2 separate regions of the Mus musculus genome follow, and region 2 is linked to region 1. A link is a contact called in public HiChIP or PLAC-seq data. All regions are on one chromosome and are shown on one strand. The core of a region is the stretch at or near the end of the contact, and the rest is flanking DNA. Distances in the headings are between cores, read along the strand shown.

Evidence for each region. HiChIP or PLAC-seq counts read pairs in DNA pulled down with a chosen protein or histone mark.
Region 2: an H3K27ac HiChIP or PLAC-seq map of acute myeloid leukemia shows a contact between it and region 1, with 2.1 times the contacts expected there. The contact joins two enhancer-like sites. A contact is called at or near these places in 1 of 15 datasets of contacts at CTCF or cohesin (the NIH/3T3 cell line), 8 of 484 Hi-C or Micro-C datasets (3T3-L1-derived adipocytes, the N1E-115 cell line, embryonic stem cells and 4 more), 12 of 115 datasets of contacts at active chromatin or transcription factors (the NIH/3T3 cell line, acute myeloid leukemia, bone marrow-derived dendritic cells and 7 more) and 1 of 9 other capture datasets (adipose tissue).

Annotation. Positions count from the first base shown.
Region 1 is chr13:109,258,044-109,265,829 of GRCm38.p6, forward strand. All of the region lies in intron 3 of Pde4d (phosphodiesterase 4D, cAMP specific), which reads left to right. Among named protein-coding and RNA genes, the nearest start is that of Mir582, 63 kb to the right of the region's middle. Within about 2 kb of position 3,313, at least 288 of the 459 cell types and tissues checked have an H3K27ac peak or open chromatin away from gene starts, as enhancers often do. A contact at or near this core is called in acute myeloid leukemia, where this site is marked.
Region 2 is chr13:109,343,034-109,350,819 of GRCm38.p6, forward strand. All of the region lies in intron 3 of Pde4d (phosphodiesterase 4D, cAMP specific), which reads left to right. Among named protein-coding and RNA genes, the nearest start is that of Mir582, 22 kb to the left of the region's middle. Within about 2 kb of position 4,943, at least 11 of the 459 cell types and tissues checked have an H3K27ac peak or open chromatin away from gene starts, as enhancers often do. A contact at or near this core is called in acute myeloid leukemia, where this site is marked.

The sequences.
Region 1 (7,786 bases), core at 2,063-4,562:
AAGCAAGAACCAGGATCTAGGTGTGCCTCAATGTAGTGATTTTGCCAACAGAGCCCATGATTGCTGGTAATAGGTCTTCATTTGGTCACTCAGCTCAAACTATCTACTTAGAACTAGCCCTAGTATTTTGTCTAGTCCTTTTTCTGTAAAAAGTGTTGCCCTTGCTATCTGTCCTTAGAATTAAACTCCCTGAGGGCAAGGGCAGTGTCAAGCTATCCTTCATTCATATGCACACAGTGTGTGCACAGGTTTAGGGCCAGCTAGTAGGTTATGGACCATAATGGATTTTATAATAACTTTAGGACCTCATACTTTTGTGTCTTTAGGGTTTTCTTCATCACACATGCACATGGTTTTCAGCATATTTTTCTGTATCTGATGAGATGGTTTTCTGAGTATTCTGGTGTAATTTTCTAAGCATTGTTTTTTTTTTTAATTTAAATTAAAGTAAATTTCTTGAGGGCAAGCACTGTACAGCTATACAGCCATTTTATATAACTCTAGATGTAGATTTTTTTTGCTTCCCATCTTACTTTATATAAATAACTATATATGTATATAGTTATACACACACACACACATATATATACATATATATGCATGTGTGTATGTATACTTTCAAAATAATTATTATAGTCACCTGCAGCACATGTAAGTAGAATTAATATGCATAGATGTTTGATTTTTATTTCACTGAGAAATGTTGTCATTTAATGTTGCAGATTGTGAAAACCTTTTATATCCATAGCAGTGTTTCTAGGGGTGAATTAAGTAAAACAAAACAAAACAAAACTTAATTCTTCAAATTTCAATCTTTGGATGAAGTATTCAAATTAAACCATGGAATGTGTGTCCTAGTGAATTGTTACAGGCAAGATGGGTGGAGGTGAATTGTTACAGGAGAGATTGGTGGAGTAGCTGATCTTAGGTTTTGCTGAACAGAACTTCAGAGCATCTTTTCCGTATCTATAACATTTGAAAGTCAAAGACTTTACTTTTAAGGGGCAACAAGGCTGGGGAGAAGTATGGACACTTACAGTTAACAGAGACTATAGAACTGTTTCATACCGCCTCACAGCCCCCCATTCCCAAACATTGTATCTAATTATTTAACCCTCCATTTGGGGGGAGGGGGCTGGAGGTATTTTGTAGCTCCTCAAAGAGGTATTGTTTTTTCAAGTGTAAAATAATCTGAGATCCCCCAAAAGTCACCAGGGTGCTAGAGATAGCCCTGTGCCAGACTCCTGCTCTTTCCCACCATTCCAGGAGCCACACAACACAGAGAGTTAATCAGGTTTTATTGCTTGCTTCCTTGTATTAACATTTTCTTCATTTTAATTTACTCCCTTCCGGTAAGAAAATACTTTCTTTTCTTTATTTTAAATCTTCTCTAAATAAGTTTATTGAAGCTATATTTTCCACAAATTGAAATATTCTTTTAAAAGAAATTATGAAAGGCTTGATTTATTTTACCCTCTCGTGGCTGAATATCAATTAAACATAACATAATGTAACAATTGAAACCTTACTTCTTTCTTTTTTTTTTTTTTTTAACTATTTCTGTGAAAATAACCAGTTCCTTGCAGGAGGAGGCAAGTTTAACTACAAAGAGATTACAAACAAGTTTGTGGGTCTGAATAGTGTTGCTTGGTGCTTTGAAAGAACCATAATTAACAAGGTTGTAAAAGCCAACAGTCTCTGTTCACGTCCTTCCTGTGTAACGTTTTGAAACCTTTGGTTTGTCTCTGGAGGGGGGAGTATTCGCTTATGATTTGTCTCATAGGATACATCAGACTGAATTTAGAAGCAGGGAACCATTCCTTCTTGTCTAGCTACTGGATATTTATTCTTCCCTTATTAAAGGGGGAAAAAAAAGAATTAAGAAAGAAAAGGAAGGAAGGAAGGAAGGAAGGAAGAAGGAAGGAAGGAAGGAAGGAAGGAAGGAAGGAAGGAAGGAAGGAAAGAAAAGGAAAGGAAAGGAAAGGAAAGGAAAGAAAAGAAAAGAAAAGAAAAGAAAAGAAAAGAAAAGAAAAGAAAAGAAAAAAAAAGAAAAAACTAAAGCACTAGTAATTTTCTTTTATGAATGTAGACCATAGGGAGATAAATAGCCCCTGCCTGCCTGAGAGGAAGGTCAAGTTCCAAGTTTTTCTTTCCTTTACATTCAGGAATAAGCAAATGGAAAGGCAGGCCAAACAGAGGAGTAGCAGGCGTCTGATGGTTAAGCCCTCCCCCCAGGACTTTTTATGTACATAAGCAGGAGTCACTGGAGCAGCTGCGCCGCATTAGTTCCGATAGTTTAACAGGCTGCTCTGCAGGCTGACAAAAGCCGAGCTAGCGCGGTGGCTTCCCTCCATGTTCCCGAGCCTCCCGAGCTCTGCTCGTCAAGTGATCTTTGGCTGGGGCTGGGGGAGGAGGGTGACGTTGAACAGGCTTCGGCGGGGGAGTGTGCTCGCCTGGTCTACACCCAGCAGCCTGCACCGAGAGACTGAGGCAGGGGCGGAATGAACTAACAGCAGCTGGATCCGACCTGTTTCCCTGGACATTCCTCAGACTCCGGATCAAGGGACTCACTGGAAACAGGCCAGGCAACCACGTTGCCCTGGATTGTGGCCAACTGTACAAAGTTGACCAGGAAAATGGCTCAGCAGACGACAAGCCCGGACACCCTTACAGTCCCTGAAGTGGATAATCCGCATGTTCCAAACCCATGGCTCAATGAGGATCTTGTGAAATCCCTGCGGGAAAACCTGTTGCAGCACGAAAAGTCAAAGACAGCGAGGAAATCCGTTTCTCCCAAGCTCTCCCCGGTGATTTCTCCCAGGAATTCCCCCAGGCTCCTGCGCAGGATGCTTCTGAGTAGCAACATCCCCAAACAGCGCCGCTTCACAGTGGCACATACATGGTAAGGTCTGCACCGACCCCTGAAATGTTAGCCATACCGTATGGTTCAGTGATTTTTGCTCCTCCTGCAGCCTTGGGGGTGGGGAGGAAGATCTCTATTCCACTCCTGTGATTTATCGGAAGTAATCTACCTCCATAGTATGTCCCACCGATGCCCAAGTCAGGGCAGGAATCCTAGAGATAGGTAATAGGAGTGGTTGAGGTGGGTGGTTCTAAGAGCTCAGTCTCTATTGCAAGTTCCTACAAGAAAATTGGATTCCAGATGTCCAAAAGGAATGTAGGTTTGCTCCCATACCTAAGTAGTGGCGTTTCTTTGATTTCTTATGCTAATATCCCTACCAGGTTCTCCTAATTGGACCAGAACAGAGGGGAGGCTCCTCACACTTAGCGTCTCCTGAGTGATACTCCGTGCAAACAGAGATGCTCACAGTAGTGTGTACAGATGAGCCCCTCCCCCCCGCCCCCCAAACTGCCTCCAGCTTTATTGTGTTGATAATTTTCATCGTGCCTTTTCAGGGAAGAGGAAAGGGATTAGGAAGCCCGCAGGAAGTGATGGGCAACCCCTTGTTACTCTGATCTTGTTTTTCTTGAATTTGAATGCTTTGAATGTTTTGCACTTATATTTCCTTCATGAATATTTTATCATCTTTATAATGGGTGAGGTTATTTTATGCACTTGCTTCCATGTTTTGTTTGTTTTGTTTTGTTTTGTTTTTTCTGGAGGACTTTCAATATTTTCTTGCTCTTGAAAATATCAAATATTGAACTGAAGCCATGGGGCACCTTCCTCGGAGTTTCTGCCTAAGAATAGGCAGTTTAAGTCTTGTGTCTGCAGGTTCCTCTTCTGAGGTCTGTGGTACAGGGCTAGTTAACTTTAGCCACTCCAAGGCATTATACACGTACTATGTCTACATTTGGATAAAAATGAATGTAAAGTATGACATATTTTACATAACAAAAAGAGAGGAAGTGTGTGAGATGGGGAACTAACTCTATAATTTCTACAGAGTTTTCTTAACTTAGCCAGTGGGTCTGAGTTGAAAAAAATAAAAACAAAGCAAAACAGAAAGATGATGCAAGGAAGGACGCAGTCACAAGGGGAGCCCGATCTGAGTGACAAGCTTGTATTCAGTGACAGCACAGATAAAAGGCATGTCACACTCAAAGACACAGCCAACCCCAGAGTGTTCATTTTCAATAGCTAAACGGCTGACTAAGTAGGAGAACCTGTTGTCTTCTAGATTTTTAACTAGATGGCAAAGATTCAGTTCCATGGCACCTAGTAGTCATACAAGGGATAAGGCAAATGTTGGATTTTTCAGTGTTAATTTTTTATTTATTTATTTATTTATTTATTTTGGATCTGGAAAATGATGAGTGTTCCTCTGAGGAAGATGTCGTTGGATAATTTGTCAACAGTAAGCAGTGGATGAGAGAGAGGCAGGACAAACAGTGTATGATGCTGGGAAGGAAGGGGTTGGCTCAAGACCATGCACTAAGGACCAGGCAGGAAAGCCAGTTAAAGGTCTCATAGAAACAGAACCAGCCTTTGGGCAGCCTCTGTGCGCTTTAGAATTATATTCCCTAAGATTGTCTGCATTGCTGACAGGGTAGGCTTCACTCACCGCTTGATCTCAGACTACGTGAAGCAGCCTAGAGTTCATCTGAAGGTTATTGGAGCTTTTTGGACATGTTGGGTATACGGAAGGCAGGAAATCTCATGAAAACAGGCTTTCTTCTGAAATCCACTGCACTTCCTTTTCTGATGCTGTCTGGAAAGCCTCCAAGCACATGGTTTCTACTAGTATTCCTTTCTGGCCTATCCGCTCTCAGTCAGATCAGGTGGCATTAAAAAAAAGCCAGGGAAATGGAAAAGATATAGATGCTATTGATCCTTAATTAACTTAAGAGGAAAGAGTTTCCCTCAGGAAACTCTGGGAGGTGCAAATAGCACCTCAATGTTTTCATTTTGTTTCAGTGGAGCCCAAGGCTTTCAGCCATGCCACAGGTATCTGCAGTCAACCATGTCATCTGAGCTTCAGGCTTTGCACTAAGCACAAGGCAGAATTTCTTTTCAATTATTCATTCATAATTTTATTTATGAGCATGTGTTGTTTAAGTATACGCTACAGCATTTTAAGGGTGTAACGCAGGCATGCACACACACAAATGTAATGGGTATGTAACTGTAGTCAGACTTCCTACTTCCAAATGCTTCGTATGGTCCTGCCTCGGAATGTTGGCCCCTACTGGTGGTATCCTGTCCACTTAATGCATGTATAAACAGTATGCACTTAACTTGGATGTTTATATCTTATGTGTAATGGTTAGGAAGTTGAACAAGCATTTTTTCTTGGTTCTAAGTAGTTTACATTGTAATTGAAAAAAAAATATGGTTGGAAGGCATGTGTTTCTGTTGTAGAGCTTGTTGCTCTATAAAACCGCCTCCCAGTCTCAGTGCATTGACTCAGTGTGTAGCATTTACTCACTTCAGCCTTTTTGATTCTGGTAGAGGGCAGGTTGCTTTCAAATGATGAAGGGGCATGGGATCCTACCATCTTGTGGTTCTCTTGCTCAAGACAGATTTCTCAAGGTTGTCAACCAATGCTGAATAAGGATAAAGAACATGAAGGATGGCAGGAGTGAGTGCTTACAAGGCAAGTCCAGAAGCACACAGAACACGGAGGCTTGTTTGCTCTAGAACTCAGCTCTGCACTCACATCTAATTTTGGGGCTCTTGTAAACCTCTGAAGTAAGGATCATATCAAAACAATACGTTTGTTAGGTTTGTTGAATGGAAAGAACTTGACCAGAAGTAGACGTTAGAAGTGAGTTTGGTCTACACTGCTTTATGTTCCTGGGCTGGTCTTGAGCTTCCAACCACCTGGCCATGAATGGAGCACACACACACATACACACACACACACACACACACACACACACACAAACACATACACCAGTTAATTTTAAAATGCCTGGGCTAAATCTAAGACTGTGCACTCCTAAACCTCCTGCTGCTACCCCAGGCCCAATGGGGAAGTGGCCAGTGAAATCTCCCATGGCTGCTTGGCTCTGTTTCCTGCAGCTCTTATATCCAACCATCTCCCACCACTTCCTGCCAAACCTCCTCTCCCCCTGTGTCCTAGCCTGCCCAACTCTAAAGATCCCAGCCTGTCTCCCTTTGCCCAGTCATTGACCACTGACATCTTTATTGGTCAATCAAAATCTAATTGGGGACAAGGACCTTTAGCATTTGGACACACAGATTTCCCATTGAATCAAAACATTAGAACCAGTCTCCAACAGTAGACCTTCCTTATACCTGCCAATCAGTGTAGGATGCCTTCAGCTTGAATGTTAGGTGTTCGTTTTTTTTTTTTTTTTTTCTTCTTCCTTTTTTCTTTCTTTCTTCTTCTTTTTTTAACCTTCTATATTCAACACAAGGGCCATTGATTAACCCACCAGAGAGCCAGGGTTCTGTTCTACTCATCTTGAAACATCCATACTTCATGTCATGACTGGCCAATAGTGAATACTCAATAAATATCTCATAGCTAGAGTGACTGATCAACATTTTAGACCTCTTGTACCTTTTAAAAGGTCTCCTCTTTAGTTCCCTACGCACCCCATTTCACCTACCTGTTTCCTGTGTTTACCAAGCACATCTTCATTTGCTTTTCCTGTCCATTTAAAATGCAGCTTACACAGTTGACCAAAGGCCCGAGGACTATGAGACTTAAACAGGCAGCAGCTAAGCTGTTAGAAACCAGGCGGCGAAAGGATCCTTGCAGTTGAATTTTTGATAACTTGCTTAACATATACTTTGATCTCCCTGCTTCCCAATTTCCCAGGCATAGCACCCAGAGCTCTGGTTTTCTCTATGATAATTATGTGTAACTTAGAGTGCATTTCATGGGGAGAGATGCTTAGTAAGCATGGTTACTATTATTTTTATTCCATGCACTAAATCCTACTCATAGCTTTGGTCTGCATCACATTCAGGATGATGTTTATATTTCTAGATGGCTATAACTTGTCACTTGTTTGTCCATAGAGTGAATTAAATTTGTCTTAATATTTAGTGAGTGAGAGTAATTTATTTTTTAAACCATGGGAGAAGAGATGAAGAAGAGTATTATTGCTGGGGGGGGAGGGGAGGGGGACCCTCCCCTTTCACACATCTCTTAAGTCTTTGCTCTCTGAGAGCTTCCCAACGAAAAGTAATCTTGCCCTATTTAGATTTCTGTAGCAGTTTACTTTTCCCACTCTCTCAACAATTGCTGGTAATAATCGTATCTTGAAACATCAGCGGCAATTTCCTGGACTGCCTGTGTGTGAGGGCTACAACTTTCACACATCCATGCTTGCCTCCACTGTTTCACAGATTGAACTTAACATATACTATATTCCGTTCCCTGACTGTACGTAGGATTCTGATTTCATCTTAGTAGGGAGTTTCCTATGACATCATCAGGAATGCCACGTCTATGGAATTCCCAATAAAGACAACCAAACACCCAGTGTCAGTTTATTTCAGAGTAACCAGTCAGGAAATTGTGTTCATAGTTTTGGGGTTTTTTTCTCACTTAGTTTTAGCACATTTCCCTTATGTTAGGCCCAAGTAGGGCCCATGAAGGAAAAGAACTGCTGATTCCTGTACTGGGGACCTTAAAAGTCAGTGTTCAGCCATGATTAAGTTACAAAACCTGTGCTCTTTCTTTTTCAATTTCTGTGGGTTTTGTTTTGTTTTGTTTTTTATTTTTGAGACAGAGTCATGTTATGCAACCAAGTCTGGCCTAGAACTCACTACCTAGCCCAGTTTGGTCTACAACTTTCAATCTTTCTGATTCTAACCCCCTGAGTTAGGGTTAAAGGCTTGTCCGGC
Region 2 (7,786 bases), core at 3,693-6,192, 87 kb after region 1:
AAGGGTCATGCCTCTTACAGAGATTGCATACAAACAGAACCTAGAAAACCATAAAGTCGAGTGTGTTGATTCTTTAGGAAGGTGCGGTGTCCTTGCTATGGTAGGCGTTTCTCTGCTGAAGGGAAAGATGTCTGGGCAGGGATATGGGGAATGAAATGATGCATCAGAAATAATACTGGTTCTTGTAGAGATTTAATTCTATAATCAAAACAACAATAAAATCAAGTACATTTATCCTGACAGTGAGAAACACATTTGGTTCTGTTTTGAGAAATATTTTATTTTTTTAAGTGTTATGCATTTGATTCATTAAATGATTCTTCTGTATATGTTAGGTGTTCAGGAATTTAGGTGCCGTTCTAGCAAGGTATGGAGTCAATAAAACAAGACATTTCAAATTAACATGCTTTACAGAACAATGCTTGGAACTGTGTTTCAAAAGCCACATTAACGCTCAATGAACAAAAGAACACAGTTCATTGGGATTATTGTATACGGGCATTTCTTTGGAGACTGTATGATTAACTCAGAGGTAGTTTAAAGCTGAGAGTCAGACGGTCATGTTCTTATTATAACCCATATAGTTTCCTTAGCAGCTACACAGAATGATTTACAAAGCAAATGGCTTGAGTAGTATTTCTAACTGGGGAAATTGTATTGTGTTTCTCTTTCAAATCTCTGTGATCCAAGTTCTGGGTGTAACCCAGAGCCTGACTGGGGGAGGGGAGGGATAGCCCACGTGTGATTTACTCTTTGGTCACTAGATGGCACCATGCCTCCCCTAGAGTAAGCTGCACGGTTCTGACTAGCTCCGATAGCAGCTAGGAGACAATTGTCCTTCCCATGGGCTTCTGATTTATTTAAACTATCAGGGTAATAATTAGCAGAATTTCACGGTTTTAAAGGATGGCACTTCTGTTTGTATCTGAGATATATTTACTCTGGCAGTGTACTGGCTGTTTTTGTGTCAACTTGACACAGCTGGAGTTATCACAGAGAAAGGAGATTCAGGTGAGGAAATGCCTCCATGAGATCCAGCTGTAAGGCATTTTCTCAATTAGTGATCAAAGGGGGAGATCCCCTTGTGGGTGGGACCATCGCTGGGCCTGTAGTCCTGGGTTCTATAAGAGAGCAAGCAGTGCAAGCCAGGGAAGCAAGCCAGCAAGAAACATCCCTCCATGGTCTCTGCATCAGCTCCTGCTTCCTGACCTGCTTGAGTTCCAGTCCTGACTTCCTTCAGTGATGAACAGCAATGTAGAAGTGTAAGCTGAATAAACCCTTTCCTCCCCAACTTGCTTCTTGGTCATGATGTTTTGTCCAGGAATAGAAACCCTGACTAAGATAGGCAGTAATTCGCTTTCACTCTTCAAATGTGCTCAAAAAGAAGTAAGCATCCCATAGGAGTGTAGAGAGCAGAGTCCTAGTCAGCCAGTTGTGTCCTAAGAAAATTAAAATGGGGGTGAGATGGCAGAATTAGCACAGATACCTTATGAGAGATAAAATGGCAAAAAATAAACTTTATTCTGCCTGGACATCTAGGTTAAGCAAATATTTGGGGCGCACATTGTCTCAGTGGCATGTCCCTATAAAAATAGTGATATCTACCCTAAAATCAGGGATCTATAAAGAGTATTTATTTCAGCTTCAAACTTTCATGCCTGTGAAATGAGTAAACTTCTTTACAGTGAATGCTATCCATTGTCAGTTCTTGGGATCTAAGTGCCTTTGCTTTGTAGGTGGAAAAGGATGGATGGAACTATTTCAATTTGTTGAGACATTAGAGCGCCTGTAAAACAATACATTTATGATCTATTTTATGATGTGATTAAAGCTACTTGCCAATAAGTGTGTTGGTTCCGTCGTCATAGTTTGGAAGTCCAGTGCATCGCACATTTAGAATGTTAAACTTGCTTCCTTTTCTCTTCTTGAATCTGAAAAAATTTTTAGAACATAGAATTGGAAGGGATTTTGAATATGATATGTAATCTTTCACTTTATATGAATTGTGGTATCTCCACACACAAAAAAATAATATGTGATGTCCTTTGGACTTTTTAAAAATAACTTTTCAGTAAGCAGTTCCCTTCTAGGTTTTGGGAGCAAAAACTCAGAATTAATAAAAATTAAAAGATTATACAAAAAAGAATCATAGGTGACAATATGTCTCAGGATGGTGAATTGAATTTTGTGTTGGCATTTTAATAATATATGAACTCACTCAATCATGTAGTAGAACCAACAGTTGAGAAATTTGAAAGGAATAATATCAGGTTATTATCCGATTCATAGACTGGATTTTTCTTACTTGGTTCATGACTCTACTGAATCTATGTGTTGTGGGTGGTGCAAACTTTTTTCTTTCATTTCTTCTTAGAGCGTCCCTGGGGAGTCATTTGGTAAATGTTTTTAAGCCTTCCATAATAATTATCTCTGAGCCCTAATGCTTTCTGGTTTGGGCACGTCTTCATTCTCCAATTCAAGGAAGGAGTTCAGAATGACTTCCAGTTGTAAAATGAAATACTAATCTAATTTACCACTTATTTTCTGTTTGTGTGGTCTTGGCAAACTTTACTGGGCTGGCAGGGCACGCAGTTTCAGGGAGAAATGAGAGCCTGTCTCAACTGTGCTTCCAGCCTTGCCTGTTAGCTTAGAGTTTTACCAGAATTTAGGGACAGTCCACAGATACATCAAATATCTCCAAGACCATGCTGTATAGACACTGAGAACGCAGGCCTTTGTAAGATGTCAAGTTCAGGAATAATATACTTAAATTATTTTAGAACTGGAGGTTTTAATCATTTAGAATGTTGACTTTTTTCCTGCATGTGCATATATGTGCATGAACACTTATGTATGTGAAACATGTGTGTGTGTGCCATGGCTTTCACGGAAAGGACAAAGGATGGCCTCGGGCATTGGTCCTTACCTTCTGTCTTGTCTGAGAGCGTCAAACAGGGAAAGTAATAGCCTACAAGCTTCTGGAGGTTCCTTTGTCTCTGCTTCTCATCTCTCTGTAGGAACACTGGGATTACAGACCCTCTCATGCTAGGTGTCCAGTTTTTATGTGAAGACTGGAGATTCAAATTCAGATCCTCCTTCCTGTATGTCAATCACCATTGGCCCCGCCCCTCATTTAGAAAGGTCTCCGAAGAAGGGATCCCCACATTTGCTCAGTGCGTGATGAAGTTTCTTTACACCATTAATGGTATGCTAGTTTTTTCCGTTTATAGAAAATTAAAGAAATTATTTAAAAAATTAATCAGCATCTTTAAAATGTGGACTCATTTTTAAATATAATAGTTGTTGTTAACCTTTATATCTGACTTTGTATTTCTATCACCTGCTCACTTCCAGACAATCGAAAATCTGACTACTTAAAACAAAAGTTCTTTTTTCTAGGCTGAAGGGAAAGGTCAGTGACTAAGAGTGTCCATTGCCCTATCAGAGGACGAGAGTTCAGATCCGAGCACCCATAGCAGGTAGCTTACAAATGTCTATAACTAGCTCAAAGGATCTGACACCCCTTTCTGGTCTTTGTGGAAACCCACACATGTGCATGCTTGTGCCATGTTAATGTACATATGTATACATACACTCACAGTTGAGCGCACACACAGATACACAGACACGTGCACACACAAATGAAAAATAAAATAAATCTTAGGAGTTCTTTTTTCTTAAAGAAAAGTGTTAGTCTTCTTTCGCGACCTGCCTGCCTGGGTTATAATTTGAGTCTTTGAGGGCTTTTTCTGTGATCTTTGGCTTTGGAGAAGTCAGGCTACATTTAGCTAAAACCAGATGAGAATCTAATCTGCACCTCCACATTGCTCCTTTAACTGGTAATTGAAATAGATGGTTGAACTGGGGGTTGGGGGGAGATGCTGATCTTATTGCCTGGACCACGGCTGCATGCTCGTTTCTTATGCTTCTTCATATGAATTTACAATGCTGAAAATGGATATATGCTGAGTATATGAAATAAAACATTTTATTAGAATGATAATTAAAGGAACAATCTTCATCATTACACTCACTAAATCATATAACATATTGATATTAATACTTGATAGAGCGGTTTTTCTCCAATCTTTATTAGATTCCTCCCAAAAAATAATAGAATTCTATAATCATAAATTCAAGCCAAAAGTAAAAAGAATAATAAACAGCTTAGAGTTCTGTCTTTCATTTCTAAAAAATAGATTAAAAATAATAGTTGGCACTTACACTGCCTTTCAGAAGTTGGTCTAATGACTTATCAGTCAGTACTAATGTAAATACTGATTTCAACTTATGCACATATATAGAATGTTTTAAAATAACTTCATTTGAATAAAATGGGTTGACCATACCATCATATGATTATATCATGATCTCTCTTTGTTCTTGTTCTTGAATAAAATATGTCATACAGTTTGTAATTCTGTAGTCTTCCAAATGTAGATGTTTATTCCTAAGGAGATAGGACCTTCGGGCAAGCCTATTTGTAGTGTGGGAACTACATTATAGCATTACCCATGAAAACATCACAAGGACTGGGATCTCAGCAAGATGTCCTGTGAGTGCATGGTGAAACTTCAGGAGATCCTCATAGCTTCTCCATCGCACAGAGCATGTTAGAATTGTACTGGCTTGTATATAGCCATATGATTTAAAATATCTGTTCATTTCAATTATCCTAGATTAACACAGAAAAATAGTATCCTTTACTTTCAGAGGGAAGTGCCAAGATTTCATAGAGCTCAAGATTTTCCTTAGTATCAGCTAATAAATACAAAGGAGAATTAAGTAACTCCAGTCCTTGTATATAGCTTCCCTATTATCTGAAGTTTGTGGCTGGGTAGGATTTCCACGAATTAGCACAGCGAGATTTCAGACAGAGGAAAGAACTGTCGCAAAGGCACAAAGGCACAACCGCGGGAGGTATGGCATGGTTTCAGGAAAATGTCCGTGGCCAGTGAGCTCACATTCAGGCTGAAGAGAATTAGCAGGCAGATGGCAATGGAATACTGTAGAAAGATCCATCTGGAACGGTTTCATGGGAGCACTGGGGACGCAGTTGGTCAAAAAACATTAATGCTTCCGGATTACATGGGAGTAGGGGTTAATGCCTGCCCACGTCTGGTGAAAACGGATGTGTAAGAAGCCAGGGCAGGGTATTGGAGACATTTGGGAGGACATGTCACCCTGGTACAAAAGCAGGAAGCTGAGGAAGGAGTGAGGTGTCATCAGAGGTCACGTCAAGATACAGGTTTGAGTGACAGGGAAGTCAGAGCCAAGGAAAGAGGTAGGAAAAAAAAATCAGAAGAAAATGCTAAACTGGAGGGTGTGTAACAAGAAGCTGTCTGTGGTTTGGTTGGGTGTGGGTAGGGCTTGCAAGTAGCCAAGTCTTAGTGAAATCAGAAAACTTCCACCGTGCTTTTGGAAGCCATTGCCATGTCAGGTGGATGTTTCGGGAACAGATGAGGGGATGGCGGGGAACTTATTTCAGAAGGACATGCAGGGAGATGCCAGGTCAGTGAAGAGGGCCTGGACTCGGGTAGCGGCGTGAGGGAGGGGCTAAAACAGAGTGATGGTCTCAGGACCCCTGCAGAGCTTCATCCAAGAGCAGAGAACATGCATAAACCACCCAGTCTCTAGCATCCACCTGGTAAACAGAAATGGGACACTCTGTTTTTGCTTTGTTTTTAGGTTTTGGTTTTTTAGATATTTTGAATTCTGTGAGAGAAGAGGTAGGTAGGTTGATAATGATTCCCCCATTCTCTTAGCCCTGACATTTTACTAAAGACCCAGAAACTGATTTTGAATTCAATTCACATATTTTCTCCATGATATCAAAGTTTACTCCTCTTGTACCATCACTCACTTGTTTTATAAAGACAAGAGCGCTTCAGGGGAAAGAGTGGCTATTTGTTAGCATTCTGTCTAAACTCCACCCTCACAGTTACCTGGCAACAGCCAGGCATGCTCCTCCCCACAGTTACCTGGAAACAGCCAGGCATGCTCCTCCCCACAGTTACCTGGAAACAGCCAGGTATGCTCCTCCCCACAGTTACATGGCAATAGCCAGGTAGGCCTGACCCACTATAAAAGGGGTTGCTTGCCCCCTCCTCTCTATTGCTCTCTTGTTCTCTTGCCTCTCCCTCTTGCTTCCCCTTTCTCTCCATTCCCTTCCCTCCTCTCGCCACATGGCCATGGCTGGCCTCTACATCTCTACTCTCTCCCTCTCTGTCTTTCTCTGCCTCTACTACCCTCTTAACTCCCCTCCCCATGTCCTGAATAAACTCTATATTCTGTCCCTCTGGGGGAAGGGATGCCCTGGCATGGGCCTGCTAAGATATCACTTTCCATCATACCTTTTCACACCCCCATAGAACATATCCCCTTATCTCTCTTTATCTTTTTATAAACAGATCACTATTTGTTCATGGATTTTTATCCTGGTATTGAATCTCAGACCCATCCCTTTGTAATTTCTGTTCCTTCGAAGTAGGTCTTGGTGACAGGCAGGGGCACAATTCCAGAAAATGGGGTGTAAAAGAAGCTCTGTTGGTGGATCCTTAAAAGATTGCTCAAGAGTAACCTCTGTTCTGTGCAACTGTGATGCCAACAAAGTATCTTATAGGTAGAGTAGCCTTCTCACGGGTACGTGGGAGGTGGCCAGAGGGGTCCTGGCATGTCAGGGATGCAGAGCAGAGAGATGCTGCTCAGTTCCTCCATGGAACAGCCACACCCCTCGAATCAATCCTGTGTAACAATCTCTGGACGTTTTGTTGGCCAGAATTAGATTTTCCCTCATGTCGAAAGCCAATGGAGCCATGGTTCTGTTGTTAGAAACATTCAAAGGGCACCTGAACGTGCAAAGTGGCTAAAGACATGAAATTGTCATTTTAATGTTATTTCTGTATTTGTAAAAATTTCTAAGTCGACAGTCAAGGAGGATGCAGAAGGGGTGTCATTCCTCAAGGAAGCAAAGTCTTTGGAAGGACAATGAAATTCTTCGGTAGAGATGCTGAGAAGCCCCAAGCTAAGCCTGACAGTCTCTGCATTCTGCTAAGCAGGCTTCAGTTGGCAAATCAAAATTTGAGCAGGACACAGAGTTGCCCGGGAAGGTAGTGTTCGCCCTCATTGCCCAATTCAAGGGACTTCTCTGTTTTCACTGTTCATTTCGGCATTTTCCTCAGCTTTTGTCTGAGCCATACAGATACATTATTCATTTCCATAGCACCTAGGGTCCTGCATCCTAATGTGTTTACAGCCTATGCAGAAGCCTGTGTCTGCTCATAGGAACAGAGCGCTGGCGTCCATCATGTGGGAGAAGGACTGGAATGCTGATGAGCTGTTTGGAGCTCACCCTGGCGTCAGGCCCCCCCCATGCATCCACCATGCCCCTAATGCACTCGGGCTAATTATAAGTCATCACTCTCATTCTTTCCAGAGCCTAAGAATCAGGAGGGCTGTGGGGGCAGATTCTTAAGCAATTGTGCAATCTGCCATCATGAGGACCTTTTACAATTCAGTTGCTCACTCTTGTTAAAATCTGCTGCTCAGTAGTCTTCCAATCCCAGGAAGCCCTGTTGCGCATTGCTCAAAGTTAAAAACAAAAACAAAAACACAAACAAGCAAACAAACACACAAACAAAAGAAACCAGGCAGCAATGGCATCCAAACATAAACACTGACAGAATTTTTGGATTTCCCTTTAGAATGGGTTTTAAACCTGGTAGGTAGGAATCTTTTAAATCTTGTTGAAAAAGTCCTAAAGAATTGGGATTCTGTTTAATAAACT